Regions from separate parts of the Rattus norvegicus genome. Here region 2 is linked to region 1. A link is a contact called in public Hi-C data. All regions are on one chromosome and are shown on one strand. The core of a region is the stretch at or near the end of the contact, and the rest is flanking DNA. Distances in the headings are between cores, read along the strand shown. Region 1 holds the start of Dip2b (disco-interacting protein 2 homolog B). Region 2 holds the start of Atf1 (activating transcription factor 1).

What was found. A called contact is a pair of places that touch in the nucleus more often than the background predicts.
Region 2: a contact with region 1 is called in a Hi-C map of Schwann cells, with 7 times the contacts expected there. The contact joins the promoter of Atf1 here to the promoter of Dip2b in region 1. A contact is called at or near these places in 4 of 12 Hi-C or Micro-C datasets (Schwann cells, frontal cortex, kidney and 1 more) and 1 of 1 datasets of contacts at active chromatin or transcription factors (oligodendrocytes).

The regions. Positions count from the first base shown.
Region 1 is chr7:133,052,099-133,054,798 of GRCr8, reverse strand. Dip2b (disco-interacting protein 2 homolog B) reads right to left here and starts at 1,404. Exons shown (of 37, transcript XM_039080375.2): 1 at 1,140-1,404. The coding sequence starts at 1,239.
Region 2 is chr7:133,239,371-133,242,070 of GRCr8, reverse strand. It overlaps Atf1 (activating transcription factor 1), which reads right to left and starts at 1,297. Exons shown (of 7, transcript NM_001100895.1): 1 at 1,038-1,297.

The sequences.
Region 1 (2,700 bases), core at 155-2,654:
CATTGATTAATTAAAAAGTAATATGTTGATAATTGCATGCAGGTGAAAAGATCACCACCCTACACATTGGGAAAGCCTTAAAGGGTTATTAAAATTAATTATTTCCTTCTTCAATCGAGTAAGATCTGTAATGCACTTCAAATGCACTTCTGACTATTCGTGATTTTCAGAATGGGGGTGGGGGGGCGAAGCCCAGTGTCATGACAAGTTAACAAAAAGTCGGAACTAGACCGCTCCTGGGAACTTGGTCGCATTCCTTACTCTTTTTCAAATCAACAGTTTTTATTGAACGTGAAAAATACTGGTGAGGGCCTTTGGCAAATAATTCAACAATATGCAACTCTGGAGACATCAGCGAAGTGTACTGACACCGAGAGCGGAGAAAATGCTGCTTTTGTTCAGAGGCCGCCTGTGATAAAAACAGGAACTTTACAGAGAGCTGATCGCCACAGCGCATTCGCCTGACCACATGCCCCCAGCAGGCACTGAGGTTCTCATTGTTGTCCAAGGCACTTCTCTTGTAACAGAGACTAGATTTAGCTCATGTTTGAAATTATCTACATAAACCCAACCCTCCCTGTACCAATCCATTGTCAAAAGAAAGAGGGTGCCGGCCAGGATTTGCATGTACCCGGTAGCCACCTCTACGAAGACTCCAAAAGGTGACCAGATAAGGAAAACCTAGCCTGAATACAGGTGCCAAGAAAAGCCAGCTGCACCCCAGGACAGAGGTGGTTTAGAGGCAGCGGATCCGGTTCTCTCTGGGTTAGCGCCACCGCTTCCGACCTCCCTCGGACCCTCAATGGCTCCCCCGCTCCTTTCTCACGCCTGTCACTGGTGAGGCACCTCGCATTGTTAGAGGAGCAGGAAGAAACGCAGCTGCGGCGTTCCCCTGCGCCTCGTTCTGAAGCAGGAGAGAGGGTGCAGGCGAGCGGCCCTTCAGGAGAAAGGCAGCAGAGGGGCAAGGTGTCAGCCGGAGGGCGCAGCTTTGTCTCCAGCTGACCGGTCCCCTCGTCCTGCGGGGCCCCCAGGGACAACAATGAGAGCTCAGCCGCGCTTCGCGGCTGGGGAGCGGCGAGCCCCGCCAGCCCAGCCGCCCACAGGCCGCCGCCCGCCCGCCCGGCCCGCCGCGCGCCTACCCTCAGACAGCTCCAGCTCCAGCTCCGCCAGCTGCGCCCGCACCTCCGGGGGCAGCGCGGCCACCGCGGCCGGCGACGGCTCCAGGCCTCGCTCCGCCATCGCGGCTGCGCCAGCCACACTCCGGAAGACGAGAGGGGGCCGAAGGAGGGACGGACTGACGCGGGCCCACACCCGGGCTACAGGATCCGGCTCCAGCCGCCGAAAGCCGCCGGCACTGCCTCTGCCGCCGCCGCCGCCGCCATTGAGCGAGGGTCACGTGAGCGCGCAGCTCCGCCCCCGGCCTGGAGCTCGCCCCGCCCCGGAGGCGCAGGACGGGCGTGGCTACAGCGCCCTCTGCCGCGGAGCGTCTGGAACGCAGGCTGCTGTCGCCTGCTAGGCTCTCCTAGAGGAGATGCAGCACCTGCTGCACAGGGCGCCTACCTTCCACAAACTCTCAAGCAAGAGGATTCGCGTGCTTTGGCTTTACTTCTTCCAGAACCCTCTCACTCGGGAGAGCATTCATCTGTCGTGTCCTTTCCCCCATTTTCTCTGATGGACCTGCCTACAGGCCAGGTCCTTCACCCACCCCAGATTCTGAATCATGCCTGCCAACAATGCTTTTTTTTTCTTCTTTTTCTGGGCATCTTGTAATCCCAGCATTTAGGAGGTAAAAACCGGAAGACCTAAAGTTCAAGATCATTCTCTCTTCAGTGGGAGCCAACCTGGGCTATATGAGACCTGTCTCAATACACAAGAAAAAAAGATTACAGTAGAACTTGCTTCATCTTGCCTCGACTCCTAAAGACTTATAAAAGAACTTCCGTGGGAATAGGGAGTGGAGACATGGTTCCGTGGTTAAGATTGCTGTCTGCTTTTGCAGAAGGCCCAAGTTCAGTTCTCAGCACCCGTGTAATGCCTTCTTGAGGAGTGCTGCACACCTACCTCTACACACATCTCATTATGTATAATGGTACAGGCCTTTTATCCCAGCACGCGGAAGGCAGAAGCAGGCTAATCTCTGAGTTCGAGACCAGCCTGATCTACATAGTAAATTCCCGGCCAGCCAGGGCTACGCAGTTGAGACCCTGTCTCAAAAAAAAAAAAAAAAAATCGGGGTTGGGGATTTAGCTCAGTGGTAGAGCGCTTGCCTAGCAAGCCAAGGCCCTGGGTTCCGTCCCCAGCTCTGAAAAAAAAAAAAATCTCTCTATGCAGTCTTGCCTGACCTGGAACTGTCCACTTAACTGACAAAGATACATTTCTATCTGTCTCCTGAGATTAAACCGGTGTGGTAAGGGTGTGCCTGTATTCCAGCCAGTGGATTTAAAGGTGATCACTTACCAGAGCAGCCATGGTGTTGGACTAAAAGTTCTCTACACCACCCCATCTTAGGCTTAAAAGTCCTCTTACGGTGAGGACAAACTAGGTTCGTTCCTGCTTATGGTTAAACTTTTGTTTCTCGAGGATTAGTCTGAGCCTCACCTATAACTGTAACTATAAATGGTCCTGTGGGTGGCTGTTCCAAAAAAAAAAAAATAGCAACCTTGTCTTTGTTACAGGTGACTGTGCTCACCTTGCAACAGT
Region 2 (2,700 bases), core at 48-2,547, 190 kb before region 1:
CTTGTGGCCCAAAGCATTTCACGGCGGGACTGCTGGAAGTTCTAAGCAAAACTGAGCTACACCGAGTAAGTGGCCCAAACGAGTAAAAACCTCAAAAGCTAAGGTTGGGCTGGAGAGAATGGCTCAGCGATTAGGAACCCTCACTGCTCTTCCACAGAACATAGGGGCCAGTTCCTGGCACTCCCAACAACCGCTAACTCCAGTTCCAGAAGATCAGACACCCTCTGGCGTCTTCAGGCACCTACAGGCACGTGGTGCACATAAACTTAAGCAGACACACATACCCGTCAATAAAAACAATGAGGTCTCACGGTTGAACTGGCAGGCTTGTAACTCGCTCTGTAGATCTCAGAGACAGCTCGACCCGCTTCTGCCTCCCGAAGAGCTGGTATTAAAGGTATGTGCTACCATACCCAGCGGTAAATAAATCGCTAGAAAAACTAACATAAGCCGTGTTCGAGGCCACCCTGCACTACATAAAAAAAAAAAATTAAAGGCCAGTTGGGTAGGCAAAACTGAAAAGGCTACCATAAACTGGGCACGGCGACCACGTCTAGAAGTCGTAGGAATAAATCCCTTCTCAAAAGGAAAAGGCGGCTACCGAGACTTTTGAGTTAAGTTTCTACCACAACCTAGGCGGCCAGCTGCGAGACTCCCGGAAGGAGAGAGGACCATCGTGCCCCACCACCCGGGCGTGTTGCCTCGGTTCCCCAGTCATGGAGGCGGGAGCCCGAGGCCGCGGCGCCTGCAGCCTGCTGGAGGCCGCCGCCCGGCTCTTCCCGCCTCCATGCCGCGCGGGCCGAAGGAGCGCAGCGGGACGCGTGGCTCCGCTTACAGGACGCCCCGGGCGAGCGGAGCCCAACGCCCGGGCGCACGAAGGCGCGCGGCCGGAAGCGCGCGGCCGGTCCCACCCCCCGGCGCCCCTCCCCCACCGCCGCGCCGCGCGCGACCCCCGGCCGGCGCGTGGCCGCCATTGCGTCCCCACCAGCGTCACGTTCCCGCCCGGGCCGCCCCGCGCCCCGCCGCGTCCCGCTCACCCGCGAAGCCTCCTGGCCGCTGCCCGGGGCGGGAAGCTCCACTCCCCCGTCCCAGGCGGCGCCGACCTCACTCCTCACTTGCCAGCCGCGCACCGCGGCGGGGTGGCGCCGGTCCCTGCGGTCGGCGGGGCGCGGAAAAAGAACGTCGTAACTTAAGAGCCAACCGTCCCGGCTACCGTTTCCCGGCCGCGAGGGGCGTCGCTGGCGGCATGATCCGCACAGGCCGGGGGCTGGGGAGGGGGGCCGAGGAGTGCGCGGGAGCGTGGGGAGGGCGGGGCCTGCGCGGGCCGGCGTGCTGCGTCACCGCGTGCTCACGTGGGCGCCGCCATCTTGGCGAGCCCCGGAGCGCGCGGGCGGGCGCGGGGTGCTGCAGGAGTTGCGAGAGTCTCGTGAGAGGACTCCTGGGGCTCGCTACCTGCTCTGTTTATCTATAAAACCTTATGCTGCCATCTTAATGCTTTGGAAAAGACTTAGCTTGCCCTTCTGGGGAAGTTGACCTTCATCCTGAAGGCTTTATCTGGTCCTTTGCAGTGTTCTGCTAGGGCATCGCAGCGTTTTTGTTTCTGTTTCAAGCATACTCTCTACAAAGTGCATACCAAAAGTTTTCCGAAGTTGTATTTGACATCTCCCCTCCTAATAACTGGGCGAGTGAAAACTTTGGGTTTGACCCTTTAGAACACATGATGTGATTTTAAACTGAAGCGTTAGAAGGACTTACTAGAATCCATGCACTGTGATTCAGCAAATCTTGCCCAATAAAGCTAAAACTGATGACTACCCATAAATTAGAAGTACTCGGTTTTTGATCGATTAGGTTAATTACCCAACCTCTCGAGTCAGTATCAAATTTATGGAAATTGCCAGGCACGGTCATCCGTTCCTCTAACCCTTGCACTCTGTGTTGGCAGACACAGGACTGTCTCTTCATAGGAAGTTCTAGGCAAAGCAACACAAAGAAAGCCTCTCAAAAAACTGGAAATTACAGCAACCACATGGTGGCTTGCAATCATCTATAAATAAAATAAATCTTTTAAAAAGATGTTCCCAATTGGGTTAAATTTATATATAATAAATTAATAAATCTCTAAAAAAAACCTGGAAATTACAATACTAAGTCAATGTCTCAACATTATAGAAAGTGGCCTATAACAGCCTTTCCTGAACAACAAAGTCCAGCAGCAGTCATTCCGTAACCCATAGTACTTTTAAAAAATTTATTTTGAGTTTATATTCCTCCCTCCAAACCCTTCTATACATTCATCCTTCCTTTCAAGAGTTAGCTTTTTAGGGGTTGGGGATTTAGCTCAGCGGTAGAGTGCTTGCCTAGCAAGCGCAAGGCCCTGGGTTAGGTCCCCAGCTCCCAAAAAAAAAAAAAAAAAAAAAAAAAAAAGTTTGCTTTTAAATATATTATTTGAAAGATAGAGGGGGGATGGTACATGCACAGGTTTCCCTGGAGTTGGAATTAGAAATGGTGGTTGTCAGGTCCCCAAGAAGCCCAGGACAAATGGCCAACTGTGGTCTCTATTAGCATGCCAAAGCACACACTGACAGCCAGGCTCACAATCTGCTCTTCTCATGCGCACACCAACCCCCTACCCTAAATCCCAGGCCGAGGAGCTTCAATTCCCTTCCCCCAGCTTCTGATTCTTATGAAAACCTGCCA